Regions from separate parts of the Rattus norvegicus genome. Here region 1 is linked to region 2. The links are chromatin contacts, called in public Hi-C maps. All regions are on one chromosome and are shown on one strand. The core of a region is the stretch at or near the end of the contact, and the rest is flanking DNA. Distances in the headings are between cores, read along the strand shown.

Evidence for each region. Hi-C and Micro-C count contacts between places; a contact is called where the count stands out from the background.
Region 1: a Hi-C map of kidney shows a contact between it and region 2, with 7 times the contacts expected there. The contact joins two enhancer-like sites. A contact is called at or near these places in 12 of 12 Hi-C or Micro-C datasets (the A7r5 cell line, the Rat2 cell line, Schwann cells and 7 more) and 1 of 1 datasets of contacts at active chromatin or transcription factors (oligodendrocytes).

The regions. Positions count from the first base shown.
Region 1 is chr10:92,166,088-92,171,368 of GRCr8, forward strand. No RefSeq gene overlaps it. Among named protein-coding and RNA genes, the nearest start is that of Pecam1, 17 kb to the left of the region's middle. Within about 2 kb of position 3,669, at least 15 of the 93 cell types and tissues checked have an H3K27ac peak or open chromatin away from gene starts, as enhancers often do.
Region 2 is chr10:92,083,876-92,089,576 of GRCr8, forward strand. No RefSeq gene overlaps it. Among named protein-coding and RNA genes, the nearest start is that of Tex2, 41 kb to the left of the region's middle. Within about 2 kb of position 1,341, at least 16 of the 93 cell types and tissues checked have an H3K27ac peak or open chromatin away from gene starts, as enhancers often do.

The DNA.
Region 1 (5,281 bases), core at 2,419-4,918, 85 kb after region 2:
TTTCATTGCCCGATTAAACACAATCAAAATAAATAGATACATTAAAAAAATTTTTTTAAAGGGCAGCCAAGTTGGGATTTGAGAATATGCACAGGAAATGGTGCTTGTGGACGGCGGAGCAAGTCATGTGACTCCGGACGAAGCCAGGAGCCACACGAACATGGCTAAAACTGGGGTGGAAAAGACTAGCAGGTCTCAGGCAGGACCCTCCTGGATGTTCAGTGCCTACTCAGTTAGAGCTCTTTAAAAATAGAACAGCTGATGGGCTGGCAGGCACCTGCTGCTGACATTAAGAATCTGAGGTCGGGGGGGGGGGGGGGGGGTGTGTGTGGGGGAGGGGTTGGGGATTTAGCTCAGCCGTAGAGCGCTTGCCTAGCAAGCGCAAGGGCCTGGGTTCCGTCCCCAGCTCCGAAAAAAAAGAAAAAAAAAAAAAAGAATCTGAGGTCGGTCGACCCCTGGGACCCCCATGATGGACAAAACAAACTCAAACAAGGTGTCCTCTGACCCATATGTGTGTGCGTGTCTATTTGTGTGTACATGTGTGCGCGTGTGTGCACGCACACACATACACAGACAAAGATAAGACTTTTTTAATTAAAAAAAATGGACCAGTTGAGATAGCTGAGAGGGATAGCCTTGGTGATATAAACCTTTAATCCCAGCACTCTAGAGGTAGAGGTAGGTGGATCTCTGTGAGTTCAAGGCCAGCCTGGTCTATCGAGACCCTGTCTCAAAAACAAAGCAAAACAAAGCAGAGAGAGAGCAAGAGATGGCTGGGAGGGTTGAGGCTCTTGCCGACCAAAGATGTCACCTTGGTGTCCTAAACTCAATTCCTGGAACCCCACCTAAGGGTAGAAAGGGGAAAGCAGACTGTGACCTCCACTCTTCCTGTGGCACATGCTTACACACACGCGCACACACACACACACACACACACACACACACACACACACACACTACAGGAATGGTCACAGCAAGGAGATTTTCAATTCCAGATTTCTTAAGAAAGTAAATGTTCCTCAGTGGGTGAACGACTAGTAAATGTCAGTACACCCAGACCACAAGTTATTATTCTATGATGAAAAGGGACCGAGTTTAGATACACCCAACTTGGGTGAATTTCCAGGAATTATTCAGAGAAAAATAAAAAACCAAACAAACAAAAAAGCTAATCTCTCGCCCCTGATATGATCCAATTTTTAAAACATCAAAAATAAGTCTGTAGAGAGAAGACAGGTTACAGGTTGAACACCCCAATCCAAAAGGTAGAAACCCAAAATGCTCCAAAATCAGAAATTCTTTTCCCATGGTGTGGAATCCACAATGTGAATCTTTGTTCCCTGCACAAAAGTACTCAAGATATGGTATAAAATTATCTTTGGGTTAAATATATAACTATAGAGTGGATGAATGACCTTTGTCTGGTCTTGGCAATATCTCATCTCTATATATTATCCGTGAAACAATAACCCAAGATCTGAACAAATGAATTGGAAAATCTAAAGTACTTTGGGTCCTAAGCATTTTGGATATGGAATATACAGCTCATGATAGCAGCAGATGTTAGGAATGGGAGCCAGGGGGGCTGGAGAGATGGCTCAGAGGTTAAGAGCACTGTCTGCTCTTCCAGAGGTCCTGAGTTCAATTCCCAGCAACCACATGGTGGTTCACAACCACCTATAGCCAGGTCTGGTGCCCTCTTCTGGCCTGTAGTTGCATACATGCAGGCAGAAAGCTGTATGATGTATACATAATAAATAAATAAATGTAAAAAAAAAAAAAGAAAGAAAGAAAAAAAAAAAAAGGAATGGGAGCCAGGAGGAAGTGGGATGATTCCCAGGGACAGATGAGGAACCCTTGTGTTACTAGAATGGTTCAATGTCCCCCAGCTCCAGTATTTTTTTTAAGGTATTATCCAGGCTGGAGAGATGGCTCAGTAGTTAAGAGCACTGACTGCAGGGGTTGGGGATTTAGCTCAGTGGTAGAGCGCTTGCCTAGCAAGCGCAAGGCCCTGAGTTTGGTCCCCAGCTCCGGAAAAAAAAAAAAAAAAAAAAAAAAAAAGAGCGCTGACTGCTCTTCCAGAGGTCCTGAGCTCAAGTCTCAACAATCACATGGTGGCTCACAACCATCTGTAATGGGATCTGATGCCCTCTTCTGGTATGGCTGAAGACAGCTACAGTGCACTCATATATAATAAATAAAAATTTAAAAAAGGTATTATCAGTCAGGTATGATGGTAAATACCTTTGATCCCAGCACTGAGGAGACTGAGCTATGTGGTTCTCTGTGAGTTCGAGGCCAGTGTGCTCTCCATAGCAAGTTCTAGGCCAGCCAAGTCTATACGGTAAGACCCTGTCTCAGAAATATATAAAATAATATTTTTAGCCTTGTATGTGCATATGTTTGGGCATATGAATGCCACATCATATATGGGGAGGTCAAGGACAACTTTGTGGAGATAAGTCTCTCCTTCTACCTTTATGGGCATTATGGCGGTCAAATTCCAGTTGCCAGGTTTCCACAGAAAGCATTTCCACCCCCAAGCCGTCTCGCTGCACCCTATGCGGGGTGTTGACTGGTTTTCTGGCACACGAATCTGCACAGGTAACAAAGCTACACAGAGTATCACCCACAAGCAGACACAAAGAACACACGTAATACCAAGAAGAGTCTGATCTCTGGGTGGACTCCACGGGAATTCCCACCCTCGAGGTGTTTAAGACAGGGTCCTGTGTGGGGCTGGCTGGTCTTGAGTTCACATCCATCTTCCTCCTCCTGCTTAGTTCATGTGTTACCATGACTACCGACACCGAATATTACCATTGAGGGAGCAGGACGAAGGGTTAGCCCATACCGTTCACTACACATGAACATGAACATTTTATTGTCGAGATTTAAAATACCTTCTTTTGAAAGGGGAGGGAGGCAGTCTCCTGTCCTTGGAGGATATAAGGGCTGAGGCCACTGTTGTCGGGGTATCACAGCATCTCTGGGACTCCCAGAGTCTTAGGCTCTGTCGGACTTTGTGAGACCCTTTAGGCTGTAGAGCGTAGTGTGGAAGTCCCCTATTTCTGCTGGTTCCCAAGCACTCAGAGGAGCATCCTCTGGGCCAGAAGAGGCGAAGTGAGCTGTGCTAAAGGCCTTACCACCAAGGACTAGCATTGTCCTTAGCACCTGGTGATATGATTGGCCAGTGACTGCCAGGCCTGGCAGTGAGTTGAAACATCCTAAGGGGCTTCCTTCATTGTCTCTGGGACCCTCTTAGTGCTTGCCCAGTGACCTTTTGATCCCCAAATCTGGCATAGGTATATGAAGCCCTCACCTGCAGCTTTAATCGGAGAACAGATTCCTACTGAGGTCTCCCAAGCTGGTAGCACCCATAGTGAGACTTTGACCACACAAAGGGCCTTGACATTTCGGTTCTCGGCTACCTGAGAACTATAGATCCATTTTTAACCCCCTGACTCCAGAGGCCCCTGAAGGAAGGAGAAGGCTGGGCCACTGAGGCTGTATTGTTCTGTGCCAGCATTGTTCAGGTCCTCGCTGACCCAGAAGGCCCCTGGAGCCCAGGGGAATCCAGCCTGATTGTTTTTCCCAAGCCCCGGTCCTTCAGGTGTGAGTGGCAGTGCTGAGGCCACGTAGGTTACTGTGGCATTTCTGCGGCAGGAAAGAGGAAGGAACTGTGACCTGCGCTGCTGTGGCATCAACAATGCGTCCCCAACAGCAGTGGCAGGGACAGCGGAAGAGAGCTCCGTTTCCATAGCGATAAATCACTGGGAAGGGAGCTAGCTCCAGGATTTTTCCCTTCTCTGGGTTCCCTGCAAACCCACACCAGGCGCCAGGGTGGTTGGAAGCCCCAGCCTCTAAGTAGTGTGTCTGGGTCTTCAGAAACACAAGTCCAACATGGCCTGGTAGGGAAGCACGTACAACCCCAGAATTCCTGACACTGAGGCAGGAGAATTAGCTGGTTTTGACTGGGCCACATAAGGAGTTCCAATCCAGCCAAGATTACAGAGAACAAGGAAGACCTTATCTCAAGACAACAAAAAGCAGGTAGGGTGGCTCAGTGGATAAAGAGTAGCTGCAGCCAAGTCTGATGATCTGAGTTCAATTCCTGGTACCCACATGGTGGAAAGTGGGAAGGAGAGACCCAATGCCAGCAAGCTGTCCTGTGTCCTATGTGCACTATGTCAGAAATAGTCAGACAGACAGACATACATGCACGCGTACGCGTGCGCACACACACACACACACACGCACACACGCGCGCGCGCGCACACATGCGCACACATGGACACACATTTTGGGTATTTTGTTTGTTTGGTTGGTTTGGTTTTTTTCAGGCAGGGTTTCACTACATAGCTGTGGCTGTCCCGGGACTCACTCTGTAGACCACGCTCGCTAACCTCAAACTCACAGAGATCAGCCTGGCTTTCCCTCCCAAGTTCTGGGATTAAAGGCATGCGCCACCACTGCCCAACTTCAAACATACAATTTTTAATGCCAAAAAGGAAAGAAAAAGTTCCTATCCCAGCCCTCTCTCCTTTTTTGTTTGGTTTTATGTTTGAGCCAGGCTCTCCCTGGCTGTCCCGGAACTCACCAGGCCGGCCTCAAACTCACAGAGCTCTGCCTGCCTCTTCCTCTTCACCAGCCACAGTGCCGAGATGAAAGGAGTACACGCCTTGGGCAGCTTGTTGATCTCTGCTGTGGTTTTAAAGTAGAAGTCAAGGGTCTGAGAGATGCTTCAGCTGCTGGAGATGTGAGCCTTGGAACCTGCATTCCACCTCAGAATCCAACCAAAGGTAGAAGCCGAGAGCCAGTTCCACAAAGCTGCCCTCTGACCTCCATGCACACCGTGGCACGCGTGCCTGTGTACACACTCCACGCACTCACACACGGGACAAAAATTTTAAAAGACAAAAAGGCAAGAGTCAGGCGTGTGGCGTGGTGTATGTTCACAGTCCTACCGCTTGAGAGACTGAGGCAGGAGGGCGGAGAGACGGCTCATCAGTGAACACTTCTGCTCTCCCAGAGGGTTTGTGACTCCATAGGACACCTGGGATGCATAGGACCCATGGACATACATACAGGCAAAATGACACACAGATTAAATAAGTGGATAAGTACTAAAGGGGCCATCTTTATGAGTACTCCCTGGTCGAAATGCTTTGACATTCTTTTTCTTCTTTTGACATAGGTGTTCTCTGTGTAGTCTTGGCTGACCTGGAGCTTACTCTATAGACCAGGCTGTCATGCTGTGACTATAACGGGTGTTTAGCAA
Region 2 (5,701 bases), core at 91-2,590:
TCTTTAGTCTCCTTTGACATAGAACACTTCCTCAGTACCCCTGGTCTTTTCCGACAGGGGCATCAATCATGTCACATCGCTGTGATAAGATCCCTGACAAATGCCCCTCACGGATGGGGTTGCTTTGGTTCACAGCTTGAGAGTATCAACTCTCACACCAGGGAAGGCACAGAGGCTGGAACGTCCTTGAAGCAACTGGTCCTGCCCTGCCTGAAGTCAAGAAGCAGAAGGAGCTAAATGCTGTGGGTGCTCAGCTCGACTTTTTCCCTTTCCTTTCTATTAATTACATTTTTATTTATCTCATGAGTGGAGAGGGGGCAAACATGGGGCGGTCAGAGGGTAGTTGGGAGGGAGCAGCTTCTCCTTCCAGACTGTGAGTGCCAGGGACCAAACTGAGGTCGTCGGCCTTGGTAGTAAGTGCTTCTACCTGCTGAACCATCTAGAACCCCTAGGCTTCTTCTTTCACTCAGTCCAGACCCACAATCCATGGAGCACAGGCACGGTTTCCTCTGTTAAACCTTTAGGAGATCGTCATAGACTCCCTTAGAGGCATTGCCGTGACAATTCTAAAGCCAGCCAGTTGAGAAAGGAGAGTAGGGGCTGGAGGGATGGTTCAGCGGTTAAGAGCACTGACTGCGTGGGGTTGGGGATTTAGCTCAGTGGTAGAGCGCTTGCCTAGGAAGCGCAAGGCCCTGGGTTCGGTCCTCAGCTCCGGAAAAAAAAAAAAAAAAAGAAAAAGGAAAAAAAAAAAGAGCACTGACTGCTCTTCCAGAGGTCCTGAGTTCAAATCTCAGCAACCACATGGTGGCTCACAACCATCTGTAATGGGATCTGCTGTCCTCCTCTGTGTGCCTGAAGACAACTATGGTGTACTCATATAAATAAAACAGAGAGAGACAGAGAGACAGAGACAGAGAGGAGAGTAAGCACCACAGGGCTGGGGATGTATGACAGCTGGTAGTGTGCTTGCCTGGAGTGCAGGTTAGACCCCACCCCAGCACTTCATAAACTGTAATTCCCGGGCTTAAAAGGTGGAGGGAGGCGCATCAGGACTTTGGGGTCATCCTCAGCTACACATAGAATTCAAGGTAAGGCTAGGCTGCATGAGATCATTTTTTAAAGAATCAAATTTTTTTTTAATATTCCAAGACAGTTGTGCTAAAACTGAATTACTTAAAATACAATCCTTCAATTCTTGAGCATTATGACCTAGGAAGGTAATAAATGTTATTAACACACTTGGCCACCAGGTGGCGATCTCTGCCTCCTATGAGCCTCAAAGCCCCTTGGGAAAGCTTTTAAAGTCTGTGCTTGCAAGGTGCTAGAAGCCTCTGTGGGTTTGTAAAGACACGCGGCGGCGTCTTTTCCAGCAGGGCTTCTAGTGAGTCACCTAGGTTTGGGTTCGGTAGACTCAGGGTGTGCCCCGAGATTCGCCATTTCTAACCCACCCTTTTGAGTGACAGGAGTATGGAGTAGGCATTTGAAGAAATGGATCTCTGTACAATTAGACGACCTCGCTGTGTGGTTCACCAATGAAGCTGACCTCACCCGTTGCTCTCCTGCTCGCTCCGCTCCGTCGCTTCAGCTTCTTTGTTCCTGTAGCAGGGGACCTTTGTCATTAGCTGGGTCCCCTGCAAGAGCAGTAGTTTTGAGCCCTCAGCCGCTGACCAATCCCTCCAGTCCCAGACTTCCCTCCCGCCTTTTCGACTCACATTGTCGACTGACTGCTGTTTCTTGCAACCAGTCCTGCTTCAGCCTTCCCAGTGCTGGGACTCTAGGCATGTTCCACCTCTTCCAACTTCAAATCTCAGTTTAAGGAGGCTCCCTGAACTCCCTACCAAATGAAAGACGCTCCGTAGTTCCCCCTCACACACGTCTTCTCCACTTCCCAGATCAAGCCTTTCCTCCACAGCTCTCGCCATCTTCTCTCACGTCATACAATCTACGTATTGTATCCCAAACAGAATGGCTGCCCACTCAGCAAATTCACCTTTCCTTTCTTGGCACCACAAACGTGTTCTTCATAGAAGAGCAGAGAGAAGATAATAAGAGTTGTCCTTCTGCCACTGTTTTTTTGTTTTTTGTTTTTGTTTGTTTGTTTGTTTGTTTTTTAATTGCTTCAATATCTCTACCACTTTGAAAATTGTAACAGTTACTTTGAACGCTGCTAAAAGGACATTTTGTGTAGGGTCAAGTTATTTTTGTATGAGTTAATGTTGTAAATGGGAATCTATAGCGATGGATGATGTCTGTATAAATCTGCGTCTATCTAGAACCTGTGCTGTCAGGGCACACTCTTCCTCACGCTGCTGTTACTCATGCACCATTCAGACTTGTTAGAGTAAGTGTAGGAATAGGACCGCTGAGTTTGCCCAGAGCAGTAGTTTTTATCACGAAAATGTTGGACTTGGCGTTCTCTAGTAGTTTCAGCATTAGATAGTTTTTCCTTCATACATCTGCATATTCATCTTTAGGTGGCTGAATGTTTCAGAAGTCTGTGTGCATAGTTACTAAGTTTTTAATGAACTGCTGTGTTCTGTTAATGCATATTGCCCCGTAACTCCAGTATATCTCACCTGTACTGACCAAAGCTAAATAAAAATTTTTATTACAAAAAAGTGTTTATTCTTTAGTTATTATTGTTACTACTACTTCTGCTAGTACTACTACTACTATAGTTTAGAAGTCTCACTGTGTAGCCCTTGGCTGGCCTGAAATCCAATATAGAGATCCAACTGCTTCTGTCTTCTTAGTGCTGGGATTAAAGACACATACCACAACATATAGCATCAATAAACGTCAAATCTATCTTACATATTCTTCCTGGTCTATTTTTTCCCCCTATTTGAAAACTTTCTCCTGTATTTATGTATTTAGTTAGTTTTCTTTGCTCTTTTATATGTTTATTTTGAAAAGACTTATTTTTGTGTATGACTGTTTCACTCCTATATATACATGTGTATCATGCCTGGTGCCCTTGGAGGCCGGAAGCAGGCATGAAATCTCCCCCCTACCCCAAACTGGTGTTACCGATGGTTGTGAGCCATCCTGTGGGGGCTGGGAACCAAACCTGGGTCCTCTGCAAGAGTAACCAGTGCTCTTAGCCACTGACCCATCTCCCCAGCTCTATTCTATTCTGTTCGTGTATGCGTGTAAATCTGTGGGAGTGTACGCACACAAGTTTGTGCGTGTACCTGCAGAGGCCTGGAGAGGGCTCCAGATCCTTCAGAATTGGAATCAGACACTGTTAAAGGCAGTGTGATGTGGATGCTGGAATCCGAACCCAGATCTTCATGGTTGAGCAGCAAGCACTCTCAATAAATTAATATTTATTTATTTGAAACAGAGTCTTGCTAAGGATCCTTGGTTGGCCCTCGTACTCTTCATGTAACCCAGGCTGGCCTTGATCTACCTTCCTTAGCCTCGTAGGTACTGGGATGGCTGGTATATGTCACCGAGGCCAGCTTCTGGTGGTTTTTTGATAAGTAGAAGTCACCATGGTTATGTCTTAGAGTGGCCTGGACCACTCTGTTTTTCCTTGTCTCAGCTGCAGCCTCCCCTCCCCAGCCCCTGCCTCCCGTGTGCTTTTTTTTCATCTGGCATTGACTCTAGCATTTTGGCAATCTTGGGCTATAAGAAGCCTAGGGCTTCCACTCACCCGATGTTCAGTGGTCTCAGCCTTTGCTGAGGTAGATATGGTTTGAGTGATTCAAGTACTTGTGTGTTGGAAGTCTGGTGATGACAGGTAGGGCCTAGTGTTTAGACAATGTTGGGTACTGAGTTAATAGTTTTCGTGGGACCCTACGTTAGTTCTGAAGAGAATAAGTTGTGGGCTGGTGAGATATCTCAGCTGTTATGAATACTTACTGCTCTTTCTGGGGAACTGAATTCAGTTCCCAGCACCCACGCCAAGCAATACACAATTGGCTTTAACACCGTTTGATCTGATGCCTTCCATTGGCCTCTACAGGCATTCGTACACACATGGCGTAAACTGAGACGCATGAAAGCACTTAAATAAAAATAGTAAAAGTCTTAGAAGAGACGGTTGAGGGCTAGCAAGATGGCTCAGCAGGTAAAGATGCTTGCCTGGCAACCTGAGTTAATCCCTGGGACCCATGCCAAAACGGAAGGGGAAAACCAATGCCACAAGGTTGTTCTCTGGCCTCCAGGTGTGTGCAATGACATGTGTACACCCTCATTCTCAACATCACACACACACACACTCAGAGAGACAGACACAACACATACACCTCACATACATGCACACACACGCACACACTCAGAGAGACAGACAGACATAGCACACATACACTTCACATACATGCACAAACACATCACACACATGCACACACACACACATGCACACACTCAGAGAGACAGACAGACATAGCACACATACACTTCACGTACATGCACAAACACATCACACACATGCACACACACACACACAAAATGTAATTTAAAAATAATAAAGTAAAAAGAACCTGCCCTTTTGTCAACTTCTAACGCTAACCTGGCCGAGAACCCACCTGCGAAATAAGCTTGTCTTGGTACAGGACACACTTTTTGCTGTTGTTTTGGTTTGGAATTGAGCCTCTCATTTAGCCTAGGCTGGCCATGTAGCCAAGGTGACCTTGAACTTCTGACCTCTGGCCTCTACTTTCCCCAGTACTACAATTACAGGTGTCTGTCACCACCCTGGGTATCTTAGTTTCATTCCTCTTGCTCTGAGAAAGCACTCCGATAGGGGCTCAGCGGTGAAGATCAGCTGCAGAGGACCTGGGTTCAATTCCCAGCACATACATGGCAGCTCACAGCTCCAGTTTGAGGGAATCTGATGCTGTCTTCTGATCTGCTTGGGGACCAGGCACACAGGCAGCCTAAACACTTACTACATATTTTTTAAAAATTAAAACTACCTGACAAGAAAGCAGCACAGGGGATAAAGTGATGTATCCAAATTCACAGCTGCAGGCTACAGCCCTGATGTCACAGCAGGGAAGTCGCATGGCGAGGGGCTGAAGCAAGCCCCATCCCAGTCAAGAGCAGAGAAAATGAATGCAAGCTTGGCACTCACCTGGCTTTCTCTTGGCTTCTATACTCCAGAGATGGTGCTGCCCGCTGTTAGGCTAAGCCTTTCCACATGACGAAGACAATCAAGATACCACCCCCCCCCCACAGGTATGAAACCCTCACATACACCCTTTTTTGGGGGGGTTATTTTTTATTTTGGGCATGAAACCCAGTGCATCCAAAAATCTGTAAAGTTGTTTTCTGAGAATGTTTGATCCTTAGTCGATTATTTTTCTGAGTATTTATTGGGTTCCTTGGAAAAAAACCCTCACTGCCGCCTTCGTTCCTCCCGAGCCTGTGCATGTGAGGTGAGCCCTCTACCAGCTGAACCACATCCCCAGCCAGGGGCACACACTTCCAGCCAGCACACGGTGGCATGGCATCCAATTCCAGATCTGCCCTCGCTCTGAAAGGCATTCCACAGGGTCCTGTTTCCTTTTCCTGGGGACCCTGTAGAAGTCCTGAGACTGGGGAGAGTCTTCTTCATGTCGAGTCTGGTCCCGACAACCCAAGGCTGAAGGAGAGTATTGATATACCAAACAGTAATGGAGCGGTCGCTGGCACCACACCAGACCCGCCTGTGCCAAGACAGTTCAGGAAGTGAGGCACGCAGACCAGGAAGAAG